Regions from separate parts of the Arachis hypogaea genome. Here region 1 is linked to region 2. Evidence: chromatin contacts called from public Hi-C data. All regions are on one chromosome and are shown on one strand. The core of a region is the stretch at or near the end of the contact, and the rest is flanking DNA. Distances in the headings are between cores, read along the strand shown. Region 1 overlaps LOC112790307 (AP-3 complex subunit delta). Region 2 holds the start of LOC112790306 (zinc finger protein BRUTUS).

What was found. A called contact is a pair of places that touch in the nucleus more often than the background predicts.
Region 1: a contact with region 2 is called in a Hi-C map of leaf, with 4 times the contacts expected there. The contact joins two enhancer-like sites. A contact is called at or near these places in 3 of 8 Hi-C or Micro-C datasets (all in leaf).

What each region holds. Positions count from the first base shown.
Region 1 is chr3:37,864,731-37,870,558 of arahy.Tifrunner.gnm2.J5K5, reverse strand. LOC112790307 (AP-3 complex subunit delta) reads left to right here. Exons shown (of 1, transcript XM_025832638.3): 1 at 1-1,817. The coding sequence ends at 1,293. Among protein-coding and RNA genes, the nearest start is that of LOC112790307, 4.8 kb to the left of the region's middle. Within about 2 kb of position 2,443, at least 1 of the 3 cell types and tissues checked has open chromatin away from gene starts, as enhancers often do.
Region 2 is chr3:37,775,987-37,781,573 of arahy.Tifrunner.gnm2.J5K5, reverse strand. It overlaps LOC112790306 (zinc finger protein BRUTUS), which reads left to right and starts at 5,337. Exons shown (of 14, transcript XM_025832636.3): 1 at 5,337-5,587. The coding sequence starts at 5,561. Within about 2 kb of position 2,228, at least 1 of the 3 cell types and tissues checked has open chromatin away from gene starts, as enhancers often do.

The DNA of each region.
Region 1 (5,828 bases), core at 1,194-3,693, 89 kb before region 2:
CAGTCTGATCCGTTTATTGGAAAAAGATGCAGTGTGGCTCCTGAATCAGCAACATGTCAAAGCTCGAATCTTGAACAGCATGATGATTTGACTTTTGACCCAAGGAACACAACCGAGTCTCCTGAAGATCTTTCAGTTTTTGAGAATAATGCTGATACAGCTGTTACGCAGGGTCCTGCAATTACACACGAATATATGCTTGGCCTATTGGATCGAATTGAATTAGTCTTGGCCCCCCTAACAGCAAATCAGGATGTTGAAGTACTGGACAGAGCGTCTAACATACTTGCATTTGTTCGGTTGGTTAAAGCAGAACTAATTGATAATGCAAGCCAGAAGGCGAACACAGCGGACAAGAAAGATACTCAAGTTTCAGCTATCATCACATTGATGCGTGATGCATTTGTTACAGACCTTGGTCCAGTCTCGGTAAGTGCGCAGGGAAGAGTTGCGGTACCAGATGGCTTGGATCTTAAAGAGAACCTTGACGACTTATCAGCACTATGTGGTGATATAGAACTGCCTTCATCAAGTTCATTTGGCATAGGAGGTCCTCAGTTCGGCACTTCTTCTGACGCAACTTCAACTGGTCTTCTAAAGAATGAAGAATCAGGGCTAGTAAATGAGTCTACATCTTTGCTTGAACACCGGAAGCGACATGGACTGTATTACCTGCCTTCAGAGAAGAATGAGATTTCTCAGTATGATTATCCTCCTGCAAATGATCCAAGGTCAAACAGTAATAGTGATGAAGCTGCAGAGCTGGCCAAGCTGACAGAGCAATCACTTGTTTTGAAGAAAAAACCGAACCAAACTAAGCCCAGACCTGTGGTGGTTAAATTGGATGATGGAGATGTGGTGCCATTGCCAATCTCAAACAAGAGACCTGAGCCAAGGGATGATTCACTTTCTGGTGCTATAAAAGATATTCTGCTAGGAAGTACAACCAAGCCAAGTTCATCTCAGAGTAATCCTTCGGATAAGTCATCAAGCAAGCGCAAAGAGAAAAAGAAGCAAGTTGCAGCAGATATTCCATCTCAAATAAAGGAAAATCTGGGTGATGCAGAAGGTCCTGGCCTTGAGAATCCGGGATCCAGTAGCAAGGATCATGATTATGTTAAAGAAAGAAGAGAAAGAGGTAAAGAGAAGATTGTTGAAGGGGAAGGGCATGATCAGAAGGCAAGGAAGAAAAAGAGTAGTCACCGCCATGGTAAGCATAAAACTCGTCAAAAAGCCAATTCACCATTAAACGTGGTCTCACAAACACCCGAAATTCCAGACTTTCTTTTGTAACATTTAAGGATTTTGATTTTGATTTTGATTTATTATCCGCTGGTTTTATTGATTGAGGCTATTTACTGTATTATTTGTGCTGAGCCCTTAGGTTAGTTCTGTAGATAGATTCCTCTTTAAATTTTATCCTTTTGTCATTGCACATGATTCCTTTATACTATTTTGCTTTTCTTTCCTTTTCTTTTTGGTTCTACCAACATGTCACAGAATGAGCCTATTAACAAGTAGTTCTCAAGTTTGATGTTGTTTGGGCTCTTCTGTTTCTCTTGATACATAAGGCTACGAGGGAATTATCTTTGTTTTTCTTGTAATTTGTAAAGAACGTGCATGGTATCATTTTCTAGGAAACTAATCTGACCTTAGTCTTCAATTTAGTCCTTCTGTGAAGTTGGTTTTTTGGCCATTTTGCATCTCGAGCCTAGAATTTTGTTATAGTCGCAGGTTAGAGAAATCATGGGAGGTTTGTATTATTACACTGAAATTATTATAACTATAAGATGCAATGGTGGTGTTTTCATCCTTCATTTATTCTATTGTTAATTGCTTACGATTCCTTTATACTATTTTCTTTTCCTTGTTCTGTCTATGGAATTATGATAGGATGCAATGGTGTTTGTATTATTTGTTCCCTTACCTTCTAGAAAAACGTTTGGTTGCTGATGTTGGACACTACACTGAGATTAGTGGAAGGGAAACTCAGGGATGAATGAGCAAACTGGAAATTATACTAAGTTTGATTCTGTTTTGATGCTAAATTATTTATCAAATGTAAAATTCATTGAAGGATATTTTAGGAATGCCCATAAGGTAAAATTCATTATAATAAGGTATACTCTGAAAGACAGTCACACTAGAGGTAAGGAATGCCCATACTATTAAAGTATACTCGTATCTTATAAATCACTCATAACATATCACATGCGACACTATAGTTATGTTAAATCAATCAGTGAAATTGGTTAGTTAACAGTGGTTTGACTGCCATTAAGCTGGTAGATGTGATGGGTGAGCACTTACGCTTGCATGTTTCTCACTTTCTAACCTTTAGGCTTGTACGTGATTAAAGATTAATGGGAAATATGTATTTGCCCATTAAAGCACCAAAGTCAGGTCATGGTACAATCGTATCCAAGTTGATAGGACATTCACGATTACACGATAAAGCAAAAGGGTGCACATAAGGCCTCACTTATCACACAGGGAGGCTATGGGTGCGTTTGTTTTATTTGTTTTTTAATAAAAAAAATTTAGCTTTTCTGGGTGGAAAAAGAAAGCGGTTTTGAAATATTTTTGTTATTAAAATCAGTTTTCAACCCTTTTTTCAATTATATAAAGATAAAATCACTTTTTAAGAATAAAAAAAATGCACCCTTAATCGCATTATTGGCAATACACTATTCAACAAAACAAAACAAAACAGTGAAATAGAGGTCCATTAAAAATTAAAATAATTGAACCCCTCGTTGAGATTGTATATTTATCTTCCTTCACTCATTAATAGACAACTTTACCTATAAAAATATAAGTGTATTATTAGTATAAAGGAGGATATCAATTGTGACATGCCTACCGTGGACCATCAGCAAACTTCTTACAAGCTAGTTTCATCATATCAATCTTAGATTTTGTTGACCACAAGAGTGAAGTAGTGTGAGACTGAGGCATTAGCAACTTCAAGAATCAATAATATAGCCATGACAATTTAACCTGACCTGACTCATCCTCTCTCTTTCTGAATGAAGTTGATTTTTCAACGGTTGACTAAGTTTTGGGTAAATATGAGTAATATCTGATGAAAATTGTTTGGATATGAGGCAGGAATAAGTAGTGGTCATCCGACTGTATATTTATCCATACCTATTCCATACTTACACAAATAAATGCTTAAGCTAGATTATTGTATTTGACGAGTTTAATTTGATGAATATAAATTTCTTTAAGATTGTTTATAATTTATAATGTGATAATTTTAGTTATATTTAAAACTTACATAACTTTTGTGTATTTTATATTTTATTTTTATAGATCATAAATTATATTCATACAAAAGAGATGCTATTAAAAAAAATACACACAAAAAATATCACATTTGGGGTGTGGATAGAATTGGAAATGAGTCAAATCAGTTCATAAGCTAGCTCAAGCTCGATTCATTAATAATTCGATAAACTGAACTCGTGAACTAGTGAGCCGAGTTTGAGCTTAGATTTGAGCTCATAAATTAAATGAGTTGAGTTTGAGTTTGAGTTTGGATAAATTCAGCTCATTAACTTGTGAACTGGCTGGATTATATATATAATATTAAAAATATAAATTAAATGCATATAGGATATACGTATTAATAATTTAATATATATATATATATATATATATATATAATTTTACATATATATTAATGTTTTTAATTGTTTAAAATTTTATAATATTTTTTATATATAATTTTGATTTACGACATAGATAAAAAATTTATAATTGATAGATAGACAATATATTAAATTTATATTTTTAATATTTTTAATATATATAAGTTATAAGTTATAATTTATTAATATAAAATTATAGATTATGTTTCTATTATTTGAGTCAGTTTGTGAATTTTCGTTGAACTAAACTTAAACTTACGAAATAAATTTAACTGTTAATGAATCGAGTCGTGAATCAAGCTTAATTTTTATTAGCCAAATTTAAATTTAACTTAATTTAACTCAACTTAACTCAGTTCACTTTCAGTGCTACGTGCGGATAAAGTGAAACGTATACGAATCTATATTGTTCCCGTAGTTGTGAATAGAACAAGTAGTTAATGTTTGGAGTGAATACGAACATTGAAATACCCGCCCAATGTTGTCCATTGTTATTCCTAACGTGAACAACTACGAATTTCTCTAAATCTTCACAAATCACAATGACACAATCATTACCATTCCACTTGTAAACAACGAAGTTCCCACCTCAGTTTGGATATTCGGAGCATTGTATATATAATCTCCAAACAAAACACGAAGTGTGACTTTCCTTCAAGATATCCATATATTAGCTATTACTTTCCTTCTTAATCTATCATTAAGAATGCTTCTTCGTTCTCATTCTTCGGATCATAATTGTGGACTAAATTTGCTGCTCATTACATATTACCGTTTCATATATACATATACGGAAATGTTAGGGTAGGTAAACATTTTGCTAAATCAAATTCACCCAAATCATGTCTATGTATGTGTCTTTTTTTTTTCATTTTTTTTCTCTTTTTTTTCTTTTTTCCTCTCTTCTTCTTATTTTTTTTTCTGATTTCTTCTTTTTTTTCCATCCATCATCATTTTTTTTCTTTTTTTCTCAATTTTTTTCTTATTCTTATATATCTTCTTTGTTTTTTTTTGTGTATTTTTAAAAATTTCATGAAAGAGCTTAAGCAAGTGTCGAGAATTTGAATTCCGTCTTGTACATGCAACAACCCATTGGTCAGCGGCAAACTCTTAAATGGAATTCAGTACTACGACGGATTAGTCCTTGACCTGCCGAGTTAGAGAATACCGTGAAAAACAAAAAAAAATGTTATGAAAGAGAAAAAGAATAAAAAAATGTTAGGATTTGGTTGAATTAGTCCCACATTGCTTAGGATAGCAAATGGAGTGGGTGGCCTAGGCTATAAATATGAGGCTAAGTTCTCCATTTGTTTTTGCACCAGTCAGAAACACTTTAAGCTTGTATCTGATTTTTCTTTTCCTCTGTACTCTTTGATTAGAGAGTGTTGTGAGGTGTAGTTAGATATTTGCTTTGAAAGAGTGTGGGTGTACTGGGGTGCCGGTGAGAGAAAGAAGTCTATGTGTTGTAACAATTTTCACATAGTGATATTCTCTGGTTGTCATTTGACAACGGCCGTGGTTTTTTCTCCGGTAATTGGAGTTTCCACGTTAAATTCTTGTGTTGTGATTGTGTCTATTTTATTTCTCTGTCAAAGGTGTTTTCTCAAGGGGGAATTGTGTCTTATTCCCAACAAAAAATACAAGACAAATGATAAAAAAAAAGAAATAGAAATAGAAATGAGATCATATCTTTCCATATCTGGGAGAATTTCCTATAATCGTATTTCACATGATCTCGTTGAGGACAGTGTCATGCCCCTGAGTCAGGATCCTTTGGCCTAGGGTGGAGACCCATGTATTGAGAGAAAGAATAAAAAAAAGGAAAATGATGATGATGATAATAATGAAGAAGTTAAGAAAAAATGCAGTAGTAGAAGAAGAATAAAATTGTGTTTGAGTAGCAAAAATTTATGTTTCGTAATTTAAAAATTATGTGCTAATATGTCTCTGAACTCATTTAAAATGGAAAAGTATATGGAACCAAAATGTTACCAGTCAAAAACTAAACAAAACCACATTCATTTATATTAATAATTAATTAATTTTAAATTTTTTAAATTTAAAATTTAAAAAATTTAAAATAAGTAAACCTAATTCAAATATATAAAAACCTTCATATTCTCCTCACATTAACCTACTCACCTCTAACAATCACATACAAATCATTCTCTC
Region 2 (5,587 bases), core at 979-3,478:
ATTTTCTGAACCTTGGGTTTACTTTACCTTTTGGTTTTCTTTTTTCTATTGAATTATGTATATGACTTAAATTGAATCGTTCCAATTTTACTCTTGTTATACTATCCATTTTTGGATCACCCATTTTCATTCAATGAAATGAATTTTATCTTAAAAAAATATATAAAATAAAAAATGAAAAAGGAAATAGAAAGCGGAATGAATGGAATAGGATTTGATTCTTTTTATTTGATGTTTATAACAAACTAAAATTGATAATATTCTACTTTTTTTATTTGATCGTTAATTTTTTTTCTTGAAAAAAGAGGAAATATTCGCAGCAGTGAGATCTTACTACCGCTGAAATATAAATCATGTTACCCTCCTAAAGGCGCTTTTATTTTTATTATTGAAATTTTAGTAGTGTTTTTAAATAATGTGAAAAGTTAGTGTATTTTTTTTAGATATCATAAATTTAAAAGTTAGATTTGTAATTTTTTATTTTTATTTTTTTGATGTGTTAGAAATAAGAAACTAAATTGGAGAAAGGATTTGTGTATTATTGAGTGTATTCAAGTTGTCTATTCAAGTTGTCTCGAAATGATACAATATAAAGGATATTTATAGATAATAAGAGAATCGTAATAATAAAGACATAATCTCCTATAATAAATATTCATATATACTAATTGATTCTAATTGATCCTAATTATATTCTAACATCTCTTCTCAAACTCAAGTGACAACTTGAGTTTGAAACTTATTTAAAATAACGAAATAAAGAGGAAAAAACTGCATAAACTGATAAAACGGGTGCAGACAGACTGCCAGAAGGAAGTGCAGATGGAACTGCTGCTTGTTTGAAAGAAGCGCAGACGGAACTGCCGCTTGTCTGGAGGAAGCGCAGACGGAACTGCCGCTTGTCTGGAGGAAGCGCAGACGGAACTGCCGCTTGTCTGGAGGAAGTGCAGATGAAATTGCTTGAAAGAAACGCAGATGGAGCTGCAACAAGGAAACGAAATGCAAATGGAACTGCCACGAGAAAACGCAGAGGGAACTGCCACAAGAGAACACAAACGAAACTGCCATGAGAGAACGCAGATAGAACTGACAGGAGAGAACGCAGCGAAACTACCGAAGGAGAGCGAAAACTATATGATTTCTTCATGAGAATAGGTAAACAGCGATGACGATGGTGTTTGATCATACGACTCGAAAAAAATACAAGACAGGAAAAAATAGGCTAGTTAGTGATGAAGTGAAAAAATATCAAAGGAATGACAAAAGGGAAAGAAGAATGGCATAAAAAAATGCAAAAACTACGGTGATTTCACCGCAAGAATTTATGTATTATTGAGTGTATTCAAGTTGTCTCAGAATGATACAATATAAAGGGTATTTATAGGTACTAAGAGAATCGTAATAATAAAGACGTAATCTCCTATAATAAATATTCAGATATACTAAATAGTACTAATTGATCCTAATTGATGCTAATTATATTCTAACATGATGCAATCTTTTTTTAAAAAAAATATAAATCTGAGAGTCAAATTTGTATATTAGTGTTGAAAAAATGTTAAACATATAAATCGGACTCTTCGTTTTATTTGAAAGCGAAAAAAAAATTATTTCAAACACAAATCGGATTCTCCAATTTATGCACTATGAAAATCTAAGGGTTCGATTTGTTATTTAAAATAAAATTAAAAATTTTAATTCATATAAAAAAATTACACCAATTAACTATGATATTAAATTACATATCATTTTTTATTTCTAAAAAAATACTGGTTAATTTTATTTAAAAAAGATATATACAAATTTCAGATAAATTTGTTGATAGAATAAAAGTAGAAAGAAATAACTTTGTTTTTCGAAAATTCATAGGATATTTTGAGAGCAAAATCAATTATTTGTTCTGTTTGCATTGATTACACTTAAGAATAATAATTTGTCTTTATATTATTTACTATAGTTACTTACTTTTTAAATTTTAAAAAATTTCTTTATTTAAAATAGTATAAAAACTTATTATACTATGACAAATATAGAAAAGAATAGAACAAATTACTAATTTTGCTCTACAAAACACCAAGGAATTTCTCTTCTTTTTTTTTTCGTCTCTATTTTGTAAACAAAGTACTACTTTTCTCTAATTCTTTTTGTAACATGTGGCAGTTATGAAGGTAGAAATTAATAAAGGAGTTATTTAAGGAGGCATGTGTTATCCAAAGGGAAGAGAGGGTTGACATGCCTCTTTCAAATGCCAACCTATATAAGCCACACTTTTTTCTCGTGTCTCCTTGTGCCCTTTACTTCTTTGTATTTATGCTGCTGTTTTCCCCTAAAACTAACAACCTGATCTTGACTTCCCACCAACAAACACATAGGTTAATTATTAACCATGTCTTCGTGGGATCATTTCTTGATGAATTGTATCCAAAAGTAATATTCTTTATAGAGCTATTTTAAGTTATGTGCTATTATATTAAACTAAACCCTAAAAAGAAAAATGTTAAGGAATTTAGAATTTATTATTTTTGTCTATTAATTAATTATTAATTTAATTTTTTAGTATTAATTTGAATTAGTTTTTTTAGTTAAAAAGTTTTTGTAATAAAATATTTTTATTCAATTTAAAATCTATTTAAATACATCTTTTAAAAAAATACTTTTATTAAAAAAACAATTATTTACTTTTTTTAAAAGTTAGCAATATTTTATTTAAAAAAATAAAAACAAAAGACATTTTTAATACTTAAAAAAAATTTTTAAAATTTATTCAAATGTAAAATAATTTTTATCGATTAAAAAAAATTAAAAGATAAAAAAATAAGTATATTTTTTTAAAAGCCAATCTAAACTAACCCTTAGTTTTGTAAAATAATAATTCAATAATATATTTTATTTTATATTTTTAAATATTAATAATTAACTGATAATAAAAAATAATAAATTATGATAACTATGTAATATTTTTTTAAAAAAAACAAAAGTTTTTTTTCCCTTTCCGGTGGATTCTAAAGCCTAACAAATGTGTTTTCCACAGTCCACACCATGAATGCAAGATCCCACCAAGATTGAAACGATTCAGATACTAAGAATGTCAAGCCAACAATATATGATACATTTCAGAATATATATATACACACACCCAGGAATATGATGATCTTGTTTTCTGCTGGAAGTCGTGTAATATTCTAAAAGCTTAGCTTACACAATTATATACTTAGGTTACACCTCAATTTGCTTAAAAATACAGGAAGGTTAGGAAAATAATAATTTAAAATTATTTTATTTAATTTAATATTTATAATTTTATATATATACTATTTATAATTACATATTTATTTATTATATTTAATATTATATATCTATTTTAACAATAATAAATAAATACACAATTAAATTATTTTAAATTAATTTAAATTATTTTTATTCTCTTATAAATAGTTTTTTTTTTAAAATATAACGTAAGAAACCGAACTTATGAGATTTTCGATATATCCATTTCCTTAATCGAATATAATTTGCAAGTGATATTTCATTTTTATTGAAATGTACTTTACTTTATTTCATACATTTTCGTTTGTCTTCTAGCATTTATCATCATTTCAAACCTCATGTTTTTGACCATGAAAGAAACATTCCTAAAGTCTATCATCATTCAGCTCTTCAAAGAACCTTTCAAACCCTAGCCTTTTATATTTCTCTTCTTGTAAGGTTGCGTTTCGTTATAGACTTCGCCACTAGCACGTGTGTATGGTCACCATTCTCGCTGCCGTAAATATTAATGTGGTATTATATTTATAAGTATTTTTATAATTAAATCTAATTAAATTGATATAATAAATCTAAAAAAAATTGTGCACATATATTATTATTTTTTTTATTTTTTCTGTATCATAAACTTTTTTGTTAGAAAGAATAAAAATTTATTAATATAACACAAAATTTTGTATATAGTATAAATTTTTTTTATATATAACACATAAATATTTGTATATAATATCAAAATTTTTATACATAATACATAATTAAATTTTTATTGTAAATATATTTTGTTAGTTGAGTGAATCAATATTTTAATTATGTAGTCTTTTAAACTATTTTATACTACACATTAAAATTTTTATGCTATGCACCAAAATTTTTGTATTATATACCAAAATTTATGTGATGTGTGTATTTTGTTAGTTGAGTGTAAATATTTTAAGTATGTAATCTTTTAAAAAATTATGTTGTATACTAAAATTTTTATATTGTGCACTAAAATTTATGTGATGTGCATACAATTTTTATACAAACAACAACAACAACAAAGTCTTGTCCCACTAAGTGGGGTCGGCTACATGAATCAAACGATGACATTGTGCTCTGTCATGTATCATGTCTACAGAGAGATCGTTTACATGTAGATCTCGTTTGACCACCTCATGGATGGTCTTCTTAGGTCTTCCTCTGCCTTTTCGCCATTTGTCCATCTTCCATCTCATCCACCCTCCTGACTGGATGTTCTATCGGTCTTTTTCTCACATGTCCAAATCACCTGGGACGCGATTCAACCATATTTTTCACAATGGGTGCTACTGCAACTCTCTCCCTTATATCTTCATTCTTTATTTTATCCAATCGCGTATGACCACTCATCCATCTCAACATCTTCATCTCTGCCACACTCAGCTTATGTTCGTGCTCCCTTTAGCCGCTCAACACTCCCTTTATACAATTTTATACTCTAATTTTTTAAATATTTATAAAAAAAGTTAAAGACGATAACGATAATAATATCGAAGAATGAAGAAATAAAAAAATTACAACAAAAAAAGAGTTGTCTACATAAATACGAAAAAGAAAAAACAAGCAATAACTTAATCGAAAACTTTATAGGCACTTGGGTGCCTAATTTTATTATAAATATTATTCAAAAAATTTTATAAGTTTGAGTTTTAACTTTTAAATCAATAAACAATTATCATATAAATTTTAATATAAATAAAAAAATTTCAAGAACTAATATAATTTATTATTTTTAATTATTAATTTAATTTTTTAATTTAATAATTTATTAATGTATTTTTAAATCACATTTTTAAATAACGACTAATTCTCTCACATTTCTTGTTAGCATATTAATATCACGGCGTAAATTAATTTCTTATTCTTAAGTGCACAGATGAAAGTAGGAATTAATTGAGAATTTGTTAATTAATAATAAATATAAAATACGAGGAAGGTGGTGAAATGTCCAGCGTGGGAAATGGATGTGACGTGGCATGGGGCCCACAAGCATTGGGTTGGCCCCTCGGTCGCAGTGGCAGTGGTATATCGCAGACACTCCTCCCCTTATCGGCATGAACCCCGCCTTCTCCTGGTCGCTCCCACCATCATTTACATTTTTAGTTTCACACACAAACACAACAAACTAACAACCTCTCCCTCCATAAACACCCTCTTTCTCTCTCGCGCTCCCTTCCCTTTCATGTGTCACACACACTGCACGCCAATCTTCCCCGCAAAATAAATAAGCTCCAACAGAACAGAATTCTCAAAGGAATAACGAAAGGGAAAATAACACATGACGACGCCGTTTTCGGCGGGGCTG